3 separate regions of the Sus scrofa genome follow, and regions 2 and 3 are each linked to region 1. The links are chromatin contacts, called in public HiChIP or PLAC-seq maps. All regions are on one chromosome and are shown on one strand. Each heading gives the region's core, a stretch centred on a gene start, on an enhancer-like site or on the middle of the called end of the contact. The rest is flanking DNA. Distances are from core to core; before and after follow the strand shown. Region 1 holds the start of SRP14 (signal recognition particle 14 kDa protein). Region 2 holds the start of PLCB2 (1-phosphatidylinositol 4,5-bisphosphate phosphodiesterase beta-2). Region 3 holds the start of PAK6 (serine/threonine-protein kinase PAK 6).

What was found. HiChIP or PLAC-seq counts read pairs in DNA pulled down with a chosen protein or histone mark.
Region 2: a contact with region 1 is called in an H3K27ac HiChIP or PLAC-seq map of alveolar macrophages. The contact joins the promoter of PLCB2 here to the promoter of SRP14 in region 1. A contact is called at or near these places in 1 of 5 promoter capture datasets (liver), 3 of 47 Hi-C or Micro-C datasets (alveolar macrophages, heart right ventricle and subcutaneous adipose tissue) and 1 of 2 datasets of contacts at active chromatin or transcription factors (alveolar macrophages).
Region 3: a contact with region 1 is called in an H3K27ac HiChIP or PLAC-seq map of skeletal muscle, with 2.1 times the contacts expected there. The contact joins the promoter of PAK6 here to the promoter of SRP14 in region 1. A contact is called at or near these places in 2 of 5 promoter capture datasets (fetal liver and liver) and 2 of 2 datasets of contacts at active chromatin or transcription factors (alveolar macrophages and skeletal muscle).

The regions. Positions count from the first base shown.
Region 1 is chr1:131,239,093-131,243,857 of Sscrofa11.1, forward strand. SRP14 (signal recognition particle 14 kDa protein) reads left to right here and starts at 2,469. Exons shown (of 5, transcript XM_003121602.6): 1 at 2,469-2,609; 2 at 2,759-2,831; 3 at 3,333-3,445. The coding sequence starts at 2,586.
Region 2 is chr1:131,002,613-131,007,377 of Sscrofa11.1, forward strand. It overlaps PLCB2 (1-phosphatidylinositol 4,5-bisphosphate phosphodiesterase beta-2), which reads left to right and starts at 2,796. Exons shown (of 32, transcript XM_021097762.1): 1 at 2,796-3,067. The coding sequence starts at 2,984.
Region 3 is chr1:131,075,092-131,079,856 of Sscrofa11.1, forward strand. PAK6 (serine/threonine-protein kinase PAK 6) reads right to left here and starts at 2,329. Exons shown (of 11, transcript XM_021097802.1): 1 at 686-2,329; 2 at 54-134.

The sequences.
Region 1 (4,765 bases), core at 1,219-3,718:
ACTTTTACCTTTCTGCTGAGCTCCAAACATGTGTACACAGCTGCTGACTTGATAGTTCCACTTGGATATGTAATAGACATCTTAGATACTACAAGCTCCCCCAAACCCTTTTCATCTTAACAAAACTTTTTACTTTTCAAGTCTTTCCTATCTTAGGAAATGGCACCCCCATCTAACCACTTGCTCGAATCAAAAACCTGAGTCATCCCTGATTTCTTTTCCTCTTAATGTTCACATACAATTGAGTATAAATCCTGTTGACTCCACCTTCAAAACACTAATCTGATTGCAAATGTAGCTAGTGCCTGGACTTTCTCAATAACCTCTATGGTAGCCCGCATCCCTTCTCCCAAGATATCTGTCCTAATACCTGGAACCTGTGCATATGTTATCTTACATGTTTAAAGGACTTTGTGTATGTGATTAAATTAAGGATCTTGAGATGGGGAGGTTATCTTGGATTATCTAGGAAGGCCTAATATAACCACAAGGTTCTTAAAAAGCTGGGCAGGAGGATCAAAGTCGGTAGAAGGAGATGTGACAATGGAAGCAAGGGGCATGGGTCAAGGAATGCAGGTAGCTTCTAGAAGGGTGGGGAAACAGATTTCCCCTTGAAGCTTCCAGGAATTCAGCCCTGTAGACACAGTGATTTTAGATTTCTGAACTTCAGGCCTGTAAAAGAATAAACTCATGTTGTCTGAAGTCACTAAATTTCTGCCATTTTGTTACAGCAGCAATATGATGCTAATCCAACCCTCTCATCATCTCCCCATTTCTTGCCTTGTCTCTCTACAGAGCCTTCTCCATACCACAGACAGGGGAGAATTTTTAAAAAAATGTAAATTAGATTGTCACTGCTCTGTTTAAAACTTTCTTAATGAGAGACTTTATTTGTATTGGGAACAAAATCTGAATTTTCCACGACCATAGGCCCTATATAAGTTGGTCACTGGCTTCATCTCTAAGCTCTCCATACTGTCCCTTCTCCCCACCTTCCACATGGGGGCTCCACTCCCAGCCACTCCTCAGCATTGTGGACACAGGGCAGCTTGTTTCCCCTTTGGGGCCTTTGTTCTAGCCATTCACTGTGTCTGAAACACTCTGTCCCCTGATCTTTTTGAATGGCTGGTCCTTTTAGCTTTCAGCTCAGAGTTCTCCTCAGTGGGATTTCTCTGACCCCCAACCTAAAGTTGTCCCCTTGTCACTCTTATTTGTATCATCCCCTTTAGTTATCTTCACAGCACTCATTATCTGAAGCTATACTTCTTATTATTTCCTCCTTATTTCTTTAACCCAAGAAATTTGTCCTATGTCCTGCTATAGCCCTAACTCCCTGGCACAGGCTGAGATACCCTCAGTGAAAACCCGGTTGCATGAGTTCAGCTTGCCTTTACCAAGGTCTAAGGGTTCAAGCTGACTACTGGCAGAGCAGGGCCTAGACCCCAGGTTTCCTCACTGAGCCCAGAGGTGAACTAAGATATGGCTCCAGGCGCTCTTGAGACAGGCAGGAACCTGGGACCCTTTGCTGTAGCGGCTGCAATGCTTGCACCTAGACAAACATGTCCTCCAGCAGGAGAATACAAAGAAACTATAAGGCACTAAAAATATCGGCCGTTTGGGGCAAATTATGGGCAGGAAGATACGAAAAGTCTAAAAACCCAACTGCCACTTCTGAAGAGCTAAAAGCAAAAGCAGGGTGTTGGAAGCAAAAGCGGGAGTTCCCCCCGTAGCTCAGTGGTTAATGAACCCAACTAGGATCCATGAGGATAAGGGTTCGATCCCTGGCCTTGCTCAGTGGGTTGAAGATCTGGCGTTGGCATGAGCTGTGGTGTAGGTCACAGAGGAGCTCGGCTCCCAAGTTACTGTGGCTGTAGTGTAGCTCCGATTAGACTCCTAGCCTGGGAACCTCCACATGCCTCGGGTGCGGCCCTAAAAAGACAAAAAGACATCCCTCGCCCAAAAAAGCACAAAAGCAAAGTATTAGGCATGCCCTCTGCACACCACCACCAAAGCTACTCCTCTGGCCCAACCTCCACCCCTGGACCTGCCCTTACAAGAACCCCGGGATGGTAGCAGTCTTGCTAGAGCTGGGGCCGCCCAGCCTGGTCAGAGAAGGAGAGTTCAGTGGACCGCCAAGGAATTTATTCTAATGAAACAGCTAACGGTGCAAACATTCTATGCCTCAGGCACTGTTGGAGGGATTTAATAGGAGTTCATTTACTCTTCACAACCAACTAAAAGGTGGTTACTATTATAAGGTGAGGAAATTGAAGCATCAAATTGTCAGGTAAACTCGACCAACATACAGTTGAACGTACACAACTAGGTTTCCCTCGAACCTTTCCCACGCCCTCGCTCTCCCTCCCACTGCTTGTGTGAAATCCCGCACAGCCCGCGAGCTTCCAAAGGACAAGCGGGGGCGTCTCAGAGCGCAGGCGCGGGGTGGGTGAGGCGGGGAAAAGGTGGAAGCAGGGATTGGGTAGAAGAGAGCAGAAAAATAGCGGAAGTCCCGCCCAGCCAGGGTGGAACTTCCGGTTCCGACTGCTTGGGGCTTGTGCTGACTGAGCGGAGCCCGCAGTGCCGGTATGGTGCTACTGGAGAGTGAGCAGGTATGGCGAGAGCTGGCTGGTCTAGGGGCCGAGGGGCCGATGCGGTTCGGGGCTTACTTGGGACCTGTTTCCGTTGGTGGGAGGTTCTGGGACTTGGCCATGCGAGAAGGGGGTTTGGGCCTAACGGGGCCGGGCTTGTTGTGTTCCAGTTCCTGACGGAGCTGACGAGGCTCTTCCAGAAGTGCCGGTTGTCGGGCAGCGTCTTCATCACCCTGAAGAAATGTAAGAAGCTATGGACGGAGCAAGGCCGGGAAGGAGCTAGAAGGCCGAGCGTTTCCCTGGTCCGGGGGCCCAATTACTGGGAGCCACAGACGGAATCTGTCTGCCGTGCATCCCTGCCTTCCCCCCAACCTTGTGCTGGGCACATCCAGAGCTGACGGGCCGGAGTATTAGGGATTGTGGCTGATGCGGTCCCCAGCACTTAGTCACCTGAGTGAGGCTGTCCCAGTGAGTCCAAGCATTTCAGGCCTTTTTGTCAAGGATCCCAAAACTCCTCTACAGTTAGTGAGATTTAATCTGCTTTGATATTACAGTGTTCCCATCGTGGAAGTAGCACATAGATTCTCAAGGTAGCAATGCCGAGAGTGATGGCAGATACGTAGTTAACAGGACTAGATCACTGGAGGGGGATTAGGTTATCTTTTGTATCCCTTCCCTACTTATTAGCTTTTTGTCTGTTAACAACGTTGTGGCTGTGTTTACCAGGATACATTTTTCACGCAGATGATGGTCGAACTAAACCCATTCCAAGGAAAGGTTCTGTGGAGGGATTTGAGCCCGCGGACAACAAGTGTCTATTAAGAGCTACTGATGGGAAAAAGAAGATCAGCACTGTGGTGAGTTGGATTCCTAACACTCCTGATTTTGTAGGTTAAAGACTTGAACTTAAGTTAGGGTTATCAGAACCAGGTTTTTTGTTGTTTTTTGTTTTAAACTATTAAATAAAGCCTAGTTTGTAGCTCCCCACCTGTTTTGGAATCAGGGTCTTCTTTTATTACCTTAGTAGTAGAAAACTCAAGAGCAAAATTAAAATGAAGAAAGTAAAAGTCAAACGCTTGTCAGAGTAAAATTAGCGTATTGGTCCTTATAGTATCAATGTAAGGAGCAGTTGACATATTTGATTCCTTGTTCCTGTACTGTTCCTGCCTTCAATGAACAGTTTCTTGGTACCAAATGATGCTTTTTTTTGCTTTTTAGGGCCACACCCGTGGCATATGGAGGTTCCCAGGCTAGGGGTCGAATTGGAGCTGTAGCAGCTGGCCTACTGCCACAGCCACAGCAACACCAGATCTGAGCCATGTCTGTGACCTACATCACAGCTCACGGCAACACTGGATCCTTAACCCAACCCACTGAGTGAGGCCAGGGATCGAACACGCAACCTTATGGTTCCTAGTCAGATTCGTTTCCACTGTGCCTCAATGGGAGCTCCCCAAATGATGCTTTTACTTTTAAGCTGATTATTCCCTTATTGTTGTGGTTCAGGTACCAAACATGTATTATGTTAGGTTTCATATTTGAGAGCCTATAATTTATTTATTTGTTTTTGGTCACACCCACAGAAATTTCCTGATCAGGGATCGAACCTCTGCCACAGTGGCAACCAGAGCCACAGCAGTGACAATGCCTGTTCCTTAACCCGCCAAGCCACCAGGGAGTTCTGAGAGCATATAACTTAGTCAAGAGTCCTCATGTTACCTTTCAGGGTGGAGGTTGAATATATAGCAAAGCAAGAGACTCCTTGGATTCCAAATGAATACTCTTTATTCTGCTGGCACTGAACCACACTGCCCTCTGGTCACATTGACGTAGGATATTTGTGAGAGTTTAGGCCATAATTAGTTGTTAAGTCCCTCTTTATCAGTTTTCTTGAGAAGACTTTTATGAAAAGCCATCGTATGTGGCTTTTGAAAATAAAATTGGGTATCATGAAGTATAGAAAACTAAGGACTCTTCTGAGGTAGAATTTTTCTGGCAGTAGCTTGCATTTTACTTAAATGAGCCTGAATGAATGGAAAGCAGGTTTAAAATAAGATGGGGAGGGAGTATTTTAAATGCACAAAAGGTTAGTACCAAGTCCTTTGATATCTCTCAGAGACATCTTTCCCAGGGTGAGAAAGTCAGTGTCATCTGTGTAAGAGATTTTAGCAGAGGTG
Region 2 (4,765 bases), core at 1,546-4,045, 240 kb before region 1:
TCTGAGCTGCATCTGCAACCTACACCACAGCTCATGGCAACGTTGGATCTTTAACCCACTGAGCAAGGCCAGGGGTCGAACCCGCAACCTCATGGTTCCTACTTGGATTCATTAACCACTGAGCCACGGTGGTAACTCCAATTATCCCCATTTTACAGGTGAGAAAGTTGAGGCACAGGAAGGTTCTATATCATGAGATCAACCAGCTAGTAAGTGGAGGGGTTCATAGAGCAGTGAGCCCAGACAGTGAGTCTAGTCTGTGCCAGACTAGAAAACAGATCTTTGAGGTTGCCACATCTGAGCCCGTTTCATTCCAAGATAGCCCTTGGCCCAAGCCTCACCATAGGTCTGCAGGCTTCTGCTGCTTCATCAGGTACCTTGTGGAGTCAGGTAAGACACCTACCTAATCTGACTCTCTTGTTTGGCTGGTAACTGCACTACCAAAGATCTGAGTTCTACTTCCACCATTAAACTTCTCTGATGAACAGGTCAAGCAACCAAAACGCATCACGTCCCCACACAAAGCTACCAAGTGAACAGGTAACTTTGGGACCTGCCTCTGGGGCTCCAGGCCACCAGTATCTCTCTGGGTGTTGCAGGTGAGTTCTCACTGCCTTCCATGGTCCAAGGCTTAGACATGCCAAACTCTCCAGCATACTTGTCTCCACAGCCCCACCAGCCACTTCCCCTAGGGTCTGCTTTCCCAGACTTTACCTGGGAGGCACCCGCTTTCCGGTGCACCCAGCAGGGGGCACCCTCGCCCTTCCACCTTCTGCCCTGGGGAGTGGGTAAGACTGCCCAACAGTCTGAGGCGCCTCTACTCAGCTCACCCCAGGAGTCAGTTTCCCAAGCTGGGTATTTGCATGACCTCTCTGATTTTCTCTATATCCACCCTACCATTACTTACACAATATTTTTGTAAGTCACATTTTTAAAAACCTAACTAGTTTTAAAGGAAAAAAGCTCTCTTGGATGAAAGTTTTCCCAGCTCCACTGGCTTGTATGGCTTTCCTGCATTCTGAAGGCTGGTTTGTAGGATGTGGGCAGGAGAGGACAGCCCCACTGAAGCTAGAGTTGTAGGGTGGGGTGGGATCTCAAGAACTCATTCCAGGCAGTGCGATCACTGGGTAAAGATGGGTGAGGTTTTATTCTGTGGATTCAGAGCCTCGACCTTCAGAGCCTGAGAAAGGACAAGAGTGAAGGGTCTTGAAATCCCTGACTTCCTTGTGTAACCCCCCCAATCCTGTGAAGTGAGAGAACCTCCCCTCCCCACTCCCCAAGCCAAGGGAGGGGGAGGGGGAGGAGATTGTCTTTCCAGGCCCAAAGTAGAGAAGAAGACTGCAGGGCAGACAAGAGTAGGGGACTTGGGTGCAAGAGCAGGTGCAGGTGTCAGGTGCAGGGGCTTTTGGGAAGGGTCAGGGATTTCCCTTGCAAAATCCATTCAAACAGACAGAGAGGGAACCTGATCCTGGGGAGGGAACTGGAACAGCAGGAGACACCAGAGGGGCCCCCAGAAGGGCCCAAGGCTGGAGAGATGGAGGAGGCATGAGACAGCAGGGCTCAGAGGGAGAGGGGAGCGTCTGAGTCCTGAGGGCCCGGAAGCATGGTGGGTTCCCACCATGCTGCTTCCACAGGTTCTGTCAGGCCTTACTCCAGCCTCCACCCCAGTGGTCTTAGAATTGTTTTTCTGGGGGTTATTTTTGTGCTAGGAGCCCCCTTAGCTCCAGCCCCCCTTGGCCTCCATTCTCCCACCCTGGGCTGGACTGGCCATCAAAAGCAGGTCTAGGTCTGGGGCAAGGGTCCTGAGGTTGTCAAGGGGTAGCACAAAGGTCCATGGTGGCACCTGGGGCAGAAAGCCAGGCCCTGAGAGGGGAAGGAAGTCTTGGGCAGAGCTCCAGGCTCCCCCAGCTGAGTTAAGGGCGATAAGAGCAGGTTAGGCAAGAGGAAGTGGGCTTGGCTGAGCGGGGCTATGGGCTCCCGGGGCCTAGGCCGGAGCAGTGTCAGGGCCATATACCCTGAGCAGCACCCACCAGCCTGAGCAGAGGCTTCTATAAGCAGCCCTTGAGCCCCAAGTGTTCTCCTTGTCAGGTCCCAGTCCAGGGCAGAGGAGGGATCTGGCAGGAGAGCGCAGGGGAGGCTGGTGGCCTAGGGTTGCTCAAAGTGGCTGTATGTGGAGTGGTGGCTGGTCAGTGAGGTTCCAGGCCTCAGCCTAGACCAGAGGACCCAGGGGATGAGAGTCAGGTGTGCTGAGTGAGGGGCACATTGCCTCACTTGCACCTCATTTTCATGCGGAGGAAGTATTGAGAAAGAGGAGCTGGGTGTTCAGCAAACTTTGCTTATTCAAAACACCAATCCCGGCTGGACCCTGCCCCACCCTCAACTCCCACCTCCAGGGTGACCCCAGCCTCCCCTGCCTCTGGGAGGGACCTCTGTGCTCTGGACCCCACCTCTGTGGGGGTCCCTTCCCCTGGTGAGCTCCTTGCTTCCTCCCCTCTGTGTTCACCTGGACAACAGCATCCCTACTTGGACCCCTGCCCCCCTATCTAACTGAGGGGGATGGCTCTTGGGACAGAGAGGCCCCTGCTCCAGGACGACTGGGCCTCATGACTTGCCTCTCAGTCTAGAAGAGCCGAGAAGGAAGCCCTGAGCAGGAAGTGCTGAGGCACCGGGTGAGGGCGGGGGTTTTAAGGAGGGGGAGCCCAGCCTCCCTGGGCAGGAGCAGTGACCACAGCCCCCCCAGTGCAGGGGGGCGGGATGAGGCTGATTTAAAAGCCAGATGGGCCTCTGGCCCAAGCGCAGCACTGTACCCAGCTACCTCCGGCCCGAGGGCTGTCAGGGCACCCAGACTTCCGGGTCTGCTGGGGGGTGGGGTGGGCGGGTAACATGTGAGCCCAGCTAGGCTCCCCTCCTGCCCGCCCTCCTTCTTCCCTTCCTCCTGTCCGCTGTGCCTGCCCAGCCTCTCCAAAGAGGGACAGTTGGCACCATGTCTCTGCTCAACCCCGTCCTGCTGCCCCCCAAGGTGAAGGCCTATCTGAGCCAAGGGGAGCGCTTCATCAAATGGGATGATGTGAGTGGGGCCTGGCTGGGGGCTGCTGGGGCGTGGGGGTGGCAGGTGGGCAGGCTGCTAGGAGCTTTGCCAGGGGACTGGGCTAGTTTATGTCTGCCAGGATTCAGGTGCCTGTGTGGCTTGGCCAGGTAGCTGATACAACTGCCCAGATAAACAAATCTGTGGGTGAGGGCCTGTGCCCCGAGTGGCCACCACCATGGCCCAGGCTCTGCATCTGGATGTGGGAAAAGGATGGCTTCCCAGGTGATCACAGGAGGAAGTTTCTTTGGATGGGGGTCTGTCCTTCTCCAAAGCGCTCAAGAAGAGTAGTGTTTGTTGCTCCCATGCTTAGTGGTGGTGGGAGAAAAGTGTGTCCCGAGCTGAGGTGGCACCAGAGACTGAGGTGAGCCAGACCCCTTCTCCCAGGACTGACATCCCAGTCTTGCCCCAGTGGGATGCCTGGGACTGGAATCCTCATCCCTCCCTACCCACTCCCCGGGAGGCCCCGCTCTCTCCCAGCTGCTGTGGGGCAGCCACAAAAGGACAGTGAACCCCAAGTCAGAACTGGAGGTTCTGCCCCCAGGGGCCTGGGAGGGAACCTATAGACTTCTGCTTCCGCTGACACCCTCCTGTCTGTAGGGAAGGGGGAAGCCATGCTTTGCCCTGTACCTGTCTCCACCGCGTCTGCTCCTTCCCAGACTGGGCCTGCTGCCCAGCCTCTGGTCCTCCTGGGCCCTGAAAATGTGTTGCCACAGGCCAGGGATTCTCCTAGGCAAGTGAGGGGAAAATATGGGGCCCTGCTTCAGGGAGGGGAGGCTGCTGGGCTGGCCCAGTGTGAGAGTCTGAGCCAGCTGGTCCCAGGAAGGGAATCTAATGGCCGTGGGGGAGAAGGAAGGGCCCCTAGGACTGGGCCCTCCTCCTCACAGGTGGGATGAGGGGGCTCTGGGTCTACGAATTAAGGCCTTCTGGGCTGGGCTAAACTGAGTAATCTGGTTGCTATGACTACAGGGAGGCTCTCTGCTTCTCTGGGAGTGGTGCGGTCACTGGCATGGTAGAACCCTGGCCCACGAGGCTGTGGACTGAGGGAAGTGGCTCAGAATGAAAAGTGAAGTGGCCTCTCTCGGTTCCTCTGGGAAGTGTGTATAACATGACTGTGTAGAGGGTCAGTAAGGATGGTGATAGGCTATGCGGCCTTCTCTGCAAGTCCCCATCTGTGTACCTGGCTGGCTGCTGTCTTCCCCAAGGCAGAGTACCATAGGGTCCTGGATCCTGACTCCCAGGAGCAGGGATCACCCAGTTGCAGAACATGTGCAGATGGGGCTTAGCTCTCAGACTACCTCCCACCCAGTTGGCAGATGAGCTGGGTAGTGGATAAGCATGATGCATGGGATGTGCTCAGCTCCCAACTTCATTTTGTGTCCCAGGGCCCTTTTACAAGGTATCCTGTGGGAGAAGCTCTCCTATGTTCTGTGGAAGGAAACAGAGCTGGTCATGAGACACTCCATTTGCTCTTGGGGAAAAGACTAGAAAAGCCTCTGGACACTTCTCCTCACAAAGCCCAGTCTTATTTCAGAAACTAGTTCTAGGATTTCCTGTTGTGGGGCAGTTGGTGTAACCAACCCGACTAGTATCCATGAGGATGTGGGTTCGATCCCTGGCCTCACTGAGTGGGTTAAGGATGTGGCATTGCCATGAGCTGTGATTTTTTTTAAAGAAAAT
Region 3 (4,765 bases), core at 1,079-3,578, 160 kb before region 1:
GTACCTGCACCCCACCCAGAAGGCCTGTGCCCGAGCGGCAGCGGGGACCTTACCTTGGGTGTCCTCTGGATGGCTGGGCCCTGAGCTCCCTGCTGCAGGCTGGTGCTTGTCTCTAGCCCAGGAAGTGGCACTCCCTTCAGGCAAGAAAAGAAAAAAGAAGGAAAAGAAAAAGGAAACCTCAATGCTTTTCTCGCCCAGCCTCGTCTCCTGAAGGCTCCTGGTTGGAGCTGTCCTGCTTCTGTGGGCACACAGTCTCCTCCCTCCGGCAGCTTACTCACCGGTGTGCCTGTGTGGCTGCCAGCTGCGTGGGGGAGGCAGGGGACCCACGTCCCCCTGCCTGACACACAGTGGACCAGGCTCTGAAGGGTCTGGAGCCCAAGGGCTGGCTTGAGCACAGGCAGGCCAATCAATGGCCCGGCTGGGACTGAGTAAGGGGAGAGGGGAGCCCTGGGCAGCAACCTTCCCCAAGATGCACCTGTGCAAGCTCGGCGGAGGACACACGTAGGTGCTGAGCCACACTGCATGGGAGAGGGACAGAATTCTGGTAGGAAGCTGTTTCCTTAAGGCCCTGGGCTATCTGGCCTCCTGGCAGGTTGGCTTCATCCTTGGATCACTCCCCATGCTGGGTCTCTGTGCCACGGACTCAGTGAGGCCTGCACCTCTCCGAGCTGGACCTGCACCTCACCTGCTCAGGCCTGGTGCCTGGTGTCCTTTTGCCCAGCATCACTGAAGAGGAAATGCTGCCAAATCCCCCATGCCCAGCAATTTGCCGGCCCCCTTCTGTCCGCTGTCTCTCACACACATGCTGCTCATACACACGTGGGGCCACACCCAGGGCAGAGCCACCTACCTGCCTGGGCCAGCCTAAGCCAATCCAGCCTTGCTCTCCAAAAGCCACTCTGACCCTAGGAGCCGCTCATTCGCAGAAATGTCCCATAGGAGGTGAGTTCAAAGCCAGCCTGGGAGGACTCCAGCTGGCATGGACTGGACTCCCCTTCTCTCCCGGCACCTCCAGACGACAGGCAGCCTCGTCACCATATCTGCTATTGCACTGGCCCGGCTGCTGTCTCTCCCTGGGCACCTCCGGCCCCCACAGCGTCTTCCATAGCCGTAGGGGGTGGTGGCAGACTCGTGGCTGGTCCCATCTTCCTCAGAGCCCCAGGTAGGGAGGGGAGAGAGCTAGAAGGGGCGGGACTCAGGTGCAGCTCCAAATTTCCAGCTCCCAAAATAATCAGATTCAAAAGAGAAGGAAGAAACCTCCAGACCAGTGGGTGACTCAGTGCCTGTGGGCCGGCTTAGTCACCTGGATGGCTGCTCCTGGCTCCTGGCACATCAGGCGGGAGCAGTGCCCTCCCCCACTGCTGCTGGCAGCAGGCTGTCAAAGGGAGCACAGCCAAGGAGCCCCAGCTGGCTGGCCCAGGGCTCCTGGCAGGCGGCACCGGCAGGCTCAGGCCTCCTCCCCAGCCGCCTGGCCCCCCTCCGCCACCGAGCACCAGGGCTCACTTTGGGATTTCTCCATTAAATCCTCAGGCAGCGACCTGCTCATTTGGGGCGCTGAGCTGCTTCAACGTTGCTTGGCAATTTTGATATCGTCGGGGGTTGCCATGGGGAGGAGGGTGATGTCATTGACACAAAAAACCCACTGAATTTACAAATCAGCTGGGGCTGGAGCTATTTATAAAAACACATTTTTTTCCTGCCTTCCTTTACTGAGGGGGAGGGAAAGGAAGGCTCAGTGCAAGCCTCCCTCAGCCCATGGGAAGCCAGACCGCCCAGGCTCCCTACCCCCAGAGCTGCTGGACTCAGACCTGGCTGCTCGCCCCAGCTGGCTGAGCTCCCCTTTCGGGGGCTTGGTCAGTTTTGCTGTAAACGGTGAAAGAGTGGCACCCAGGGAGTGCTGGGCAACGTGGGCACCAGCTTCCGGGTTGGTAGAGACCCTTTGTTTCCCAGGCCTTGATCAGAAACAGGGGCCTCTTCAGGTGGGAGCTTGAGCTCCCCAGGCAGCAGGTGGAGAGCGGGCTTCCACTCCGTCCTCTTCTGGGTCTCTGAGCCCACCTGTCCCCTCACTGGCTCCTTTTCCTCTCCCCTTGCCCAAGCCTGGTCATGGCCCTCCCCTCTGCTCCACTCTCCCACACTCCCCAGCACTCTTCCTGGAAGAGCATCCTCTCTGCGGCTTTGACCATCAACCTAGAAATGCTCACCCAGAGCCCAAGTCACAGCTGCCCCACTGCAGGCACCACCCTGGCTGGCCAGCTCCTACACCCAGTGCCCCCTGCTGCTGACAGGCAGATGGAAATCTGCTGTTCCCCTTGGCCCTCCCTGCCCCCAGCCCCTTACATCCAACATGGCACTAAGCTGCTCACATTAGTTTTAAAAACTCCTCCATTAATTTTCTTCCATAGGGAAACAATGTGGTGTTTGGTTAAAAGCCCAGGCTCTGAGTTTTCCAGCTTGAGTTCATATCCCAGCTCTGGCGTCCATCGGCTGAAGGAAATGTGGCATGTTATTTAACCACTTGGACCTCAATTTCCTCATCCATAAAATGGGGATGATTTCACCTACCTAGGGGGTTGTGGGAAATAAATGAACAAAGCTCCTGGCGCAGTGACTGCTCATCCTGAGAGCTCAGTACATGAATGTTCTTCTGTTTTCAGCTTCACGGCTGTGCTGTCTGTGGCTCATTCTTATCCACTCACCAAACAGCAGAAAATTAATCTTCCAAATCATGACCCCAGTTACCTCCCTCATAAAGGCTCAGGTTACACTCACAGACATTTTGATTGAGCTGCATATTGTTGGACCCCGTGGCATTCATCATAAAAACTCGGTCAGGTCTTCTAACTCCCAGCTATCTTGCACAAGAAAAGGAATTTTTTTTTTTTTTTTTTTTTTTTTAAGGGCCACACTCGGGGGCATGTTGAAGTTCCCAGGCTAGGGGTCAAATCAGAGCTACAGCTGCCGGCCTATACCACAGCCACAGCAATGTAGGATCCATCACAGCAATGCCAGGTCCTTAACCCACTGAGTGAGGCCAGGGATCAAACCTGCATCCTCACAGATCCTCGTTGGGTTCATTAACCGCTAAGCCATGATGGGAACTCCCAGAAAATAACTTTTTGCCAGCCATCAGGTAACTAACTCCCAGCCTGATGAGAAGTCTGGAGAATCTGGGACAGAAGCCTGGCAGCCCCCCAAGGTCTCCTGGCAGTGGGCCTGACTCTGAAGTCCCCACACCTCCCCCACCTGGATAGGTGCTCCCAGCATGCGCTCTGCCTCATGCACCATTGTGGGAGTCTGGTTGGAGGCTCAGGTCACGTGCCTGGCTCTGGCCTGGTGGAGTGAAGGGTAGCCTGGGCAAGTGTTCCCAACACCACACTCAGGTGGGGAGGAAGATTCGGGTGCGGCTACTAAAAGAAAGGGTGTTGGAGACCAGAAACCAGCCAAGGGACACTAGGGCCTCTTGGACACTTTTCCTCATCAGTTTAATTCCTGAGCATGATAGTCAGTGTTGGTTCCTTTGCTCTTCAGGGACATCTGAAAGCTGATGCCAGCATGGACCTGAGGTCATTCCTCTACTTTGTCATGTTGTATGACTTCTTGATTTGGTGAGAATATCTGCCAACTTAGATCCTTTTTCTTACAGTTTGTAGGAAAGGGGGGATCTACCAGTCACTGGAAAAACCCATGCAAAGGCTTGGGTGCCTGTTGCAGAGGGTGGGCAGGCAGACGCCTGTGTCCGTCTTTTTGTTTGTTTGTTTGTTTGTTTGTCTTTTGTTTGTTTGTCTTTTGTTGTTGTTGTCGTTGCTACTTCCTGGGTCGCTCCCACGGCATATGGAGGTTCCCAGGCTAGGGGTCAAAGCGGAGCTGTAGCCACCAGCCTACGCCAGAGCCACAGCAACGCGGGATCCGAGCCGCGTCTGCAACCTACACCACAGCTCACGGCAACGCCGGATCGTTAACCCACTGAGCAAGGGCAGGGACCGAACCCGCAACCTCATGGTTCCTAGTCGGATTCGTTAACCACTGTGCCACGACGGGAACTCCCTGTGTCTGTCTTTATCCCAGTGGAGTCACTTCTCTGCTAATCCCAGTAGGCTGAGCTCTTAAGGGCAGGAAATCTAACATGTCACTCATAGTAGATACTCATGCAAACTTTTCTTTCTTTTTTTTTTTTTTTGCTTTTTAGGGTGCACCTGAGGCATATGGAAATTCCCGGGCTAGGGGTCGAATTGGAGCTGCAGCTGCCAGCCTACGCCACAGCCACAGCCACAGCCACACGGGATCCAAGCTGTATCTGCAAAATTTACTGCAGCTCATGGCAATGCCGGTCCCTTAACCCACTGAGCCAGACCAGGGATCAAACCTGCGCCCTCAAGGATTCTAGTTGGGTTCGTAACCTGCTAAGCTACAAGGGGAACTCCCAAAAACTTTGTTGAATGAATGAATGCAAGAACATCTAAATAGGTTCTGTGTTTTGGCCACCCTTACTTGGAATACAGTGAGTCAGCCCCACCCCGCCTTTTGCAGGTGAAAAAACTGCAGCCCCCGGAGATTAAGTGACTCAGCAAAGCCGAAGAGGAAATTAGAGGCAGTTAGGACTGGAACTCAGCTTTCCTCCTCATAAGCCCATGTTGTTCCCTTTGTTGCCCAGGCAGGTCCATTCAAGCTCAAGCATGGAGGGTAACTTAGTCTAAGGCAGCAGTGGTACTGTCACTGTGGACGTTTCTGTCTTTTACTCTGGGCTCTCAGGGAGTGGCAGCATGTG